Regions from separate parts of the Mus musculus genome. Here regions 1 and 3 are each linked to region 2. A link is a contact called in public promoter capture Hi-C data. All regions are on one chromosome and are shown on one strand. The core of a region is the stretch at or near the end of the contact, and the rest is flanking DNA. Distances in the headings are between cores, read along the strand shown.

Evidence for each region. Promoter capture Hi-C pulls out the DNA fragments that hold promoters and counts their contacts.
Region 1: a contact with region 2 is called in a promoter capture Hi-C map of pre-B cells, with 3 times the contacts expected there. The contact joins the promoter of Slurp1 here to the promoter of Ly6f in region 2. A contact is called at or near these places in 13 of 39 promoter capture datasets (the 3T3-L1 cell line, 3T3-L1-derived adipocytes, the C10 cell line and 9 more), 1 of 115 datasets of contacts at active chromatin or transcription factors (pancreatic cancer cells) and 2 of 9 other capture datasets (liver and macrophages).
Region 3: a contact with region 2 is called in a promoter capture Hi-C map of liver, with 2.5 times the contacts expected there. The contact joins the promoter of Naprt here to the promoter of Ly6f in region 2. A contact is called at or near these places in 2 of 39 promoter capture datasets (the 3T3-L1 cell line and liver).

Annotation. Positions count from the first base shown.
Region 1 is chr15:74,726,654-74,729,353 of GRCm38.p6, reverse strand. It overlaps Slurp1 (secreted Ly6/Plaur domain containing 1), which reads left to right and starts at 1,331. Exons shown (of 3, transcript NM_020519.2): 1 at 1,331-1,413; 2 at 1,753-1,872; 3 at 2,392-2,700. The coding sequence starts at 1,356. The coding sequence ends at 2,546.
Region 2 is chr15:75,266,766-75,269,762 of GRCm38.p6, reverse strand. It overlaps Ly6f (lymphocyte antigen 6 complex, locus F), which reads right to left and starts at 1,342. Exons shown (of 4, transcript NM_008530.2): 1 at 1,283-1,342; 2 at 964-1,061. The coding sequence starts at 1,033.
Region 3 is chr15:75,893,044-75,895,959 of GRCm38.p6, reverse strand. It overlaps Naprt (nicotinate phosphoribosyltransferase), which reads left to right and starts at 1,479. Exons shown (of 13, transcript NM_172607.3): 1 at 1,479-1,943; 2 at 2,113-2,240; 3 at 2,325-2,407; 4 at 2,524-2,654; 5 at 2,740-2,855. The coding sequence starts at 1,718. It overlaps Eef1d (eukaryotic translation elongation factor 1 delta (guanine nucleotide exchange protein)), which reads left to right. Exons shown (of 10, transcript NM_029663.2): 9 at 34-228; 10 at 369-1,164. The coding sequence ends at 407.

The DNA.
Region 1 (2,700 bases), core at 82-2,581, 540 kb after region 2:
TGCCAGGCCACTTCTGCCCTAGCAATCCATAAACAGGAAGCCAAGGTCTGGAAGGACAAGGGGGCTATCCCAAGGCCATGCAAAGAAAGAGCAGAAAGGCCAGGAGAAAAACGCATGCCTCCTAGGTGCCTGGACCAGGGCTCCTCCATTGCAGCCTGTCTGTCACAAGGTCAGGCTGTAATTCTGCTGTTACAGAGTCTGTAAGGGGTGGACCACCCACCAGCTCCCTACAGAGACACACATGCCAGCTGCCAACCACCCACCTATTGTTAAAGCCAAGTATTATCTATCCATCTTATGCAATCATCTGCCTATCATGCATCCATCTATCCATTTGTCCATCACCCATCCTCCACCCATCCACCCCATCATCTGTTATCCTCCCTCCCTCCCTCCCTCCCTCCCTCCCTCCCTCCCTCCCTCCCTTCCTCCCTCCCTCCCTCCCTTACTCCTTCATCTGCCTACCCCCATATCCATCCACAGGGCCACTCATTGAAACCTTGGAGAACGACAACAAAACCAAACCAAAACCAAAACCAAAACCAAAGAGACCTCAACTGGGGAGGGTTATGGAGGATGAAGGCTTAGATGGTCCTTCTGGCACAGGAAAACAGCCAGGGTGCCCATAACATGAAAGGGCCAGCACAGGGAAGCCAGAATAGACTATCAGTCCAGGAGAGTAGGTAGAGTTCTGCTGTCAGGACTAAAGCTAAGAAGCTCAAGCTTGGTCTAAAAGACATTCATTCATGGTCAGGGGAATGGCAGTGGATGTGTAGGGGCCATTCTAAGACCCTATATCTGCCTCTGCCCTCACAGCACCTATACCACATCAGGTACTCCCTCCTTTCCATACTGGCTCAGCCTCTACTTTGTGAGTACATCTGGGTGCATAGTAGATCGGTCTTAGGCAGATGGGATACAGTGAGGTTCCTTTTATCAGGCAGATATAAAGCAGCCTTGTACCTGAGCCTCAGGGGTTCTCGGGACCTGACTATCTGGCCTATTGGATGCATTCACATAGCTGAGGCAAGAGGCTCATCTGAGAGCCAGTTGAGCCAGGCTCTAAAAGGCTTCCTCAGTTGAGGGACAGCAGAGCATGGTGTCGAGTACTGGAGGTGCACCAGCAGAAGCAGGACCAAGACTCCCAGACAGAGGTTCCCCAAAAGGTCCATAGAGGGGCCCCACCCTGGGATGGTAGGTGATGATGGCTCCCATCCACCACCCACACCCCTAGCCCTGTGCCTCCCTACTGAGTCACTCTGGTCCTGCCAACACCCAGAAGCCGAAGCCGGAGGCTGAGTATAAAATCCTCACTATGAGGCCAGCCAGGGCTCCTAGCTCCTGAGCACTGAAGAATGACCCTTCGCTGGGCCATGTGGCTGCTGCTCTTGGCAGCCTGGAGCATGGGCTATGGTGAGTGACTTGGAGTGAGGCTCTCAGGGGCAGCTCTGCTGTAGAACTCGGTTTATCCCATCTCTTAATGGGAGAGAGGTATCTTTGTGGCCAAGGCATCCTCTGGACCCTTGGTAAGCTTCCTGGGTCTTAGATTCCAACATGCTTCTGGGACAGAAGTCTTGGTCATGATCTGTTCTCCAGGGAGGAAGATACGGATGCAGGATGTGGTGTTGTCACTTGTCTTGGACATCTGGGTCTCGGAAGACTCTCAGGAGGTCACTTTCTCTCTCACCTACCTGGCTCCAATAGGGACCCCTGGAGCGAGGTGGTGAGACTGTGACCCCTAACCCTTGCTAGGTGAGGCCTTCCGATGCTATACCTGTGAGCAGCCCACGGCCATTAACTCATGCAAGAATATTGCTCAGTGCAAGATGGAAGACACAGCCTGTAAGACTGTACTGGAGACAGTGGAAGCAGGTAAGGCTGGGTTCAGGCCAGGGCTGGGGGTTCCACCTGGTGTCAGGCTTACCTTGTCCCTCCATGTTCCCTTTCGTCCACCACTGTTTTGCTCAGCCAAGAAGGCAGAGGGGGCAGGAATGGTGTGTGTGTGTGCGCGCGTGTGGTGGTGCTGATGGTATCATATCTTATAGATGGTGCCCACAGATGTATAGCCCCTCAAGTACCTGCACTAAGACAGTGGCATCAGGGCTATGGGGAGTGGGGATGGGTAGAAGGCAGCAGTTGGCTTAGACCCTGGCTCTGCACAGGTATGTTAAATGTGGCTTAGGCTAGAGCCCCCACTCAGGACCAGGTAGTGTGGATGCTCCACAGAGGCTGGTGCCAACGTGAATATGTGCTGTGGCTGGGTGGGGGTTGGGCAGATTTAAGATGCAGGTTGCAGGAGGGGTTTGAGAAGGCAGCACACCATGGGAAGGGTGTGCAGAGGCAGAAAGGAACTGCAGTGACTTGGGGCTCTGCTGTCTGCCCACCCTGCAGCGTTCCCCTTCAACCACAGTCCCATGGTGACCCGCTCCTGCTCCAGCTCGTGTCTGGCCACCGACCCTGATGGCATTGGCGTTGCCCATCCTGTCTTCTGTTGCTTCCGTGACCTCTGCAACTCAGGGTTTCCAGGCTTCGTGGCAGGCCTCTAGCCACACAGGGAGCCTCCTCGTTCCTTCTCTATCCACTCTCCCGGCAGGGCCCGGTGCTGCCTGCAGTCGTCTCTACATGCCTGGATCTATGAGCAGAGCTCACTGAGCCTCAGGTCACTCACTGTCCACCAAGCTTGTGGAAAATAAAATAAAC
Region 2 (2,997 bases), core at 93-2,592:
ATATGAGGGCTAGTTCATGCCCTTCCTAGAACAGAACCCTTCTCTCCAATGTCTTTACTTCCACACAGCTGCTGGGTGCTAGGACAGAGCAAGGATATTACTGCCCAGTCACCTCTGCCAAAAGCAAAAGTGAACCATGACCCTCCATTGTTCAAGTATGCTCGGCCCTGCTGCCTCAGCTAGCCAAACCCACAGCAGAGACCTGCACCCCAAGGGGAATTAGAGGGGCAATCACCATATTGGGAAAACAAAGATACAAAATGTCTGCTCAAGAAATGAGTGGGTGTGTAATAGGTAGTGGGGCCATCAGATAGGGAAGGCTTTTCTGACCTGTCCCACCCTACACCTGCAGAGCTGGCCCCTGTATATTGAAGCATGACAAAGCACTGAATGTCCCAGAGTCCAGCTCAAAGGTCAGACTCACCATGAGGTTTCCTGCAATACACATGTAACTAGAAGTATAGGGGTATCTGAAAGCTCAGACTTCTTAGAATAGAGATGTTCTAGCATTTGGGCCTCGTGTGGCATGTGCTGGGCATAAGGAAAAGTAAAATGCCAAGATTTGAGGATTCCAAACCCTTGGCTTGGCCTTCAGGCCAGAAAAAGAAGCCTCTACCAGTTTGTGTGCACCCAGGCCAGAGGCCTGCTTGGTAGACCAGGGCAGCAGGGTTAGAGTCTAAAGGACAGGCTGCTCTGGTGGTCAGGGTTTGTGGCACAGGTAGTAACATTGAAACGTCTTTCTGGTATGTAGTGATGGTTGCAAGGCAGGCGCTGGCAGGGTTACAGACCCAGTAAAGCACACAACACATGAGGCTTCACCCATCACAAGCCGATTCCCAATCCCCTGACACCAGCACACCTTGGGCACTGAGCACACAATGGAGGTGCAGGTGTAACCACAACCCTGAGGCAGTTTGCCATCTCCATTTTACCCTCCTGGCCATCTCTCATTTTCCACCTCACCTCTTTCTGCACACAATAGGACCACAAGAAGGATGAGTACACAGGACTTTGTAGTGTGACAACTGTCCATCCTTGGAGAAGGGCTGCACAGATCAAACCTTGGAAGTTGAAGCCAGTTATTAGATCATCATTCACATCCCTGGGCTCTCACAGGGCTCAAGCATCCACTCTTCCCACCCTCCAACACTCCCCCCCCCCCCAGCTTTCCCCAAGGAATACATGTCTGCCTATTTCTCTCATCCACCACCCACCCAGCTTTTCCTTCCTAATCTCACACTCCCAACCCCAGCCCTATCCTGAGGGCTCTTCCCTTTGTCACCTAGCAGCTCCCTCCTGACACCAGTCCTTACTTCCTCTCTGACCAGGTTGCAGGCACAGTGGTAAGATCTGTCAGATGTGCACTGAAGTAAGTACTTTAATTTCCTTTAGCTCCTCCCAGCTGACATCCTGAAGAGGGAGGGGTTTCTATACTTACTTCCTCCAGGCCAACATGTTTATTGGTTAAGATTTAGCAAGGTTTGTTGGTGATCTGGTCAGCAAGATTTATAGCTGTTGAGGAGGGAGGACCACTCAGTTGGGGAGAGACAATGGTGCTGTAGGAATAAGAGAGCAGAGATGGAGGGGCCACAGTTGGCTTGTGCTTGCCCTCAGAAAGCAAAGGAAAGAGGCAACTTGCTCAGCCTTTTCCTAGTTTTTTTGTTTGTTTGTTTCCCTTCATCTTTTGTTTTTGTTTTTGTTTTTCGAGGCATATTTGCTCTGTGTAACTTTGGCTGTCCGGGGGACTTGCTCTGTATACCAGGCTGGCTACAACCAATACTTTCAAAGGCAAGTGCTGTAGCTTGTGTTTTTTGCCACCACCACCAGACTTTTTCTTGTTTCAAATTAGAGGGTATGAGTTGCAGTGGCTCAGAGCCCAGGGCCCTCCTTTTTATAAGCAGGCAAACAACTGACAAATACCTGGCGACTGGCTCTACAGGGTCTTATATTCAAAAAGTGCAAGTCCTGAGCAAAGAATTTACTGACAACTGGGATGGAAGTTACTAAGCAGTGTCTGATATGTTTGGGTGATATAAGGGGCTGCAGGTGCTATTAGCATCTGGTAGCTAGAGTCAAGGCAGTTCTTTTCATGGCACAAGGCTTTTTTTTGCAGAGGGTGGATGACCCCAGTGTCCCTGCTGCCCAGAAGCCACCATGAAGAAGCCACATGCTATTTCTTCCTCCTCCAGTTTGTATGTGCCCTGTCTCCTCACCTATGAGGTCCTAGTCCAATGTGTCCCAAAAAGGACATAAGTTTCCTTGGCCTTTATGTCACTACCATGTGGCATGGTATTGTAATAACTCAAACCTTACTAATTAGCCAAATATTGATGGCATCTGTGGCCCAGCCTTGGGATGAGCAGCAGGGCCTCCACAGCAAGCCAGAGTCTGAGTTTCCTAACCTAGTGGAGCTGAGAGCACAGTAAGTAGCCCATGTAAGTGTCTACAAGGCACTGATACAGGTTAGAGTAGGAAGGCTAGGCACCGAATGAGACCTGAGCTGGAAATCATCCTGAGATGATGCCACAGTAAATGAACAGGTATGCTCAGAGGACAATGAGTCAGAAAATGGACCACAGCATCAGTGAAGGTGAGCACATCCACTTAAGCAGGCAAGGCTGCAAAGGGAAGGAAGCCAGAGGCTCAGAGAACATCAAGCAGATTCTCCTGATGTAAACCACAGGGCAGACCAAAGTATCTCAGTCTTTCTAGCATCTCTAGTTGGTTCTACATGTATATCCAACTCCAGTGTCAAAGTTCTAGGTTATGCAGGATGATTAATCGAAAGAAAGAGAGACTCTGTAGGCTGAAGTCAGAATTCTCAAGGAGCAGTGGGGAATCAACCTTTCCAGGACTAAAAACCAAACCCAAAGACTGATCAAAGCCTTTGTGCCAACCTCAGGAATTCATGACACAATGGTTCTGTTAATATTCTGTTACACTCCAGGGCCTCTATCCTACACTATTACAAAATATCTTCCCTGTTAACCTATAATC
Region 3 (2,916 bases), core at 230-2,729, 630 kb before region 2:
AGACCCCCACCCCCACCCCACATTCTCTCACAGTGGGATGATGAGACTGACATGGCCCAGCTAGAGACTTGTGTGCGTTCCATCCAATTGGACGGGCTGGTTTGGGGGGCCTCCAAGCTTGTGCCTGTTGGCTATGGCATCCGGAAGCTGCAGATCCAGTGTGTGGTGGAGGATGACAAAGTGGGCACCGACTTGCTCGAGGAGGAGATCACCAAATTTGAGGAGCATGTAAGTGGGCATGGGCACAGGGGTAGGGGAGACCGGATGGGCCCGGGACACTGGCTCCTGCCACCCCACATCCACTGTGGAACATGAACTTGCCCTAGGCGGCAGCCTGCAGCAGCAGCGCCCTTTGTCTCCATCCACAGGTGCAGAGTGTCGACATCGCAGCTTTCAACAAGATCTGAATGTCCGAGAGAGTGTGGTTTCATGTGTGTGAGGACCTGCTGAGATTAAAGACTGAGACTCTGCACTCCGCCTCTTGTGTTACTTGGTGTACAGCGCTCTGTGGGCTCTGGCTCATACTTGTCCCAGAAACAATCTATTAGGTCCACATTTGTCCACCGTGTCTCTCCTGTCCCTGCTGTTGTCACCGTGTACACCTAGACCCAGTCTAACACTCCTCTTCACACTCCTTACCTCTGGAGGGATACATCCTCTTTATATATTCTGGGATGGTTAGAATATGGACAGCCAGCTGTACTGTATGGAATTTTGTCTGCCCGCTCCCCTAAAACCCCTTGTCAGTGCTTGGGTATTGGTGGTATTGGGACGATAGTGCTCGTGAAATCCTGCGAACATCTAAGTTGAGAAAGTGTACCAAGTGTGGCTGATTCCTGTCAGTGTTGTTCATCATGGCCCCTAGTCACCAGGAAACAATGTAGCCCTCCCCCTCAAAAGTTTTAGACTTTTCCTGTGGGACCTGAACAAAAAACTGTCACCTGGGCAAGGATGACTTCGCAGTTAAGAACACTATTCTGGAAGATGGGGCTCATTCCCAGCAACCACATGGAAACTTACAAACCAGCTGTAACTCCAGTTCCTGGATACCTGATACCCTCTTCTGGCCTCTGGGCATGCATATCTGCCTGCAGTACAAAAACACCTACACTTTTTTTTTTTTTTTGAGAATAAATTTTGCTGTATATCCTTGTCAGTTTAGAGAACCACCTGCCTCTGCCTTCCTAATGCTGGGGTTGACATTACTACCATAAACTGTCCTAGGGCATTGACTCACTGCAATCCTGGCTGCTGGCTTGAACAAACCTCCCCTATGCTGGTGCTTGGGTTCCCACACACCTGAAAGGCAGCACTGACCTCTAGGGGGCTCTCAGCTTCCCATGACGCTGCTTGCAGCTGTAATGAAGCCCTGATTGCTCCTCCCTGGTCAGGGGCAAGAGGCCAGGGTAAAGTACAACCTTCGCAAGCGCTCCCGCCCTTTTAAGTTGTTTTGCCTTTGGTGCCAGTAGTTGAGTTCCAAAACGTAAGAACCATTCTGAGGGGCAAGCGGCTAGTTGGAGTCCAGGAGACTGGGATGGGGGTGTGCCAGTCGCCTATCTTGCTGGTTTGAGTCCCTGCAACTACTAGCAGATTAGGCGGCTCGCTCCGCCCACTTCTGCCGGGAAAGGCCCTCCTTTCGTGTGAGTTGGTTCTCTGGACCAGTGCCGTAGGGGGTGGAGTAGGGCGCCATTAGTCGGGAGCCTGTGTACCCCGCGGAATGGAGATGGAGCTGGACAGCGAGGGGCGCATGGTGGTGCGGCCGCTGCTCACCGACCTCTATCAGGCTACCATGGCGCTGGGCTACTGGCGTGCGGGCCGGGCGTGCGAGGCAGCAGAGTTCGAGCTCTTCTTCCGCCACTGCCCTTTCGGAGGCTCCTTCGCCCTTTCCGCTGGCTTGCAGGACTGTATGCGCTTTCTTCGCGCCTTCCGTCTGCGGGATGCAGGTAGTTCCGCGACCAGCACCCGTACCGTACTCCTCTGACTGGAAGAAAATCCCCGCTCCCTCACGAACGAATCTCCTGTACCCTCTCAATGTGCCCCTGACCTCTGAGGGGACTTTTACTTGCCTGGCAGAGTCCTTTCCCAGGCTACATGTGTTCTCTGTCGCTCCAGATGTGCAGTTCCTGGCTTCGGTACTACCCCCAGACACTGACCCTGCGTTCTTCGAGCACCTTCGAGCCCTTGATTGCTCTGGGGTGACCGTGCGGGCTCTGCCAGAGGGTTCCCTCGCCTTCCCTGGTGTGAGTGCCTTGTGAGCTGGGTGTGTTAGGAAGAGTGGGGTGGCCCAGGAGGTTCCACTGTGGAGCTGATCACTCGCCCCACAGGTGCCGCTTCTGCAGGTGTCCGGGCCTCTTCTTCTGGTACAGCTGCTAGAGACTCCACTGCTGTGTCTGGTCAGCTACGCTAGGTGAGCGGAGTCCCTGAGAGGTACAGGCAATAGAAGCGCTGGGGTTATCTAAGCCCTCCCACTGGGGTGGCTTTGTGACCCTCACTTGGGTTCTCATGACTTGTTACTCTCCACAGCCTCGTAGCCACCAATGCTGCTCGGCTACGCTTGATTGCAGGGCCGGATAAGAAACTACTAGAGATGGGTTTGCGGCGAGCTCAGGGTCCCGACGGGGGTTTCACGGCCTCAATTTACAGCTACCTGGGTGGTGAGGCCTGGGAGAGGCATAGGTTGGGGAAGGGGAGGTTCCATCATATTCTGAGTCCCCTAAGCCTACCTGCCTTCTCACCCAGGCTTTGACAGCAGCAGCAACACACTTGCTGGACAACTGAGAGGTGTACCGGTGGCAGGGACCCTGGCCCACTCCTTTGTCACTTCATTTTCGGGTAGTGAGGTACCCCCCGACCCGGTTAGTACTGTTTTGTTTTGTGTCAGGGTCCCATGTAGCACTGGTTGGGCTTGAATTCCCA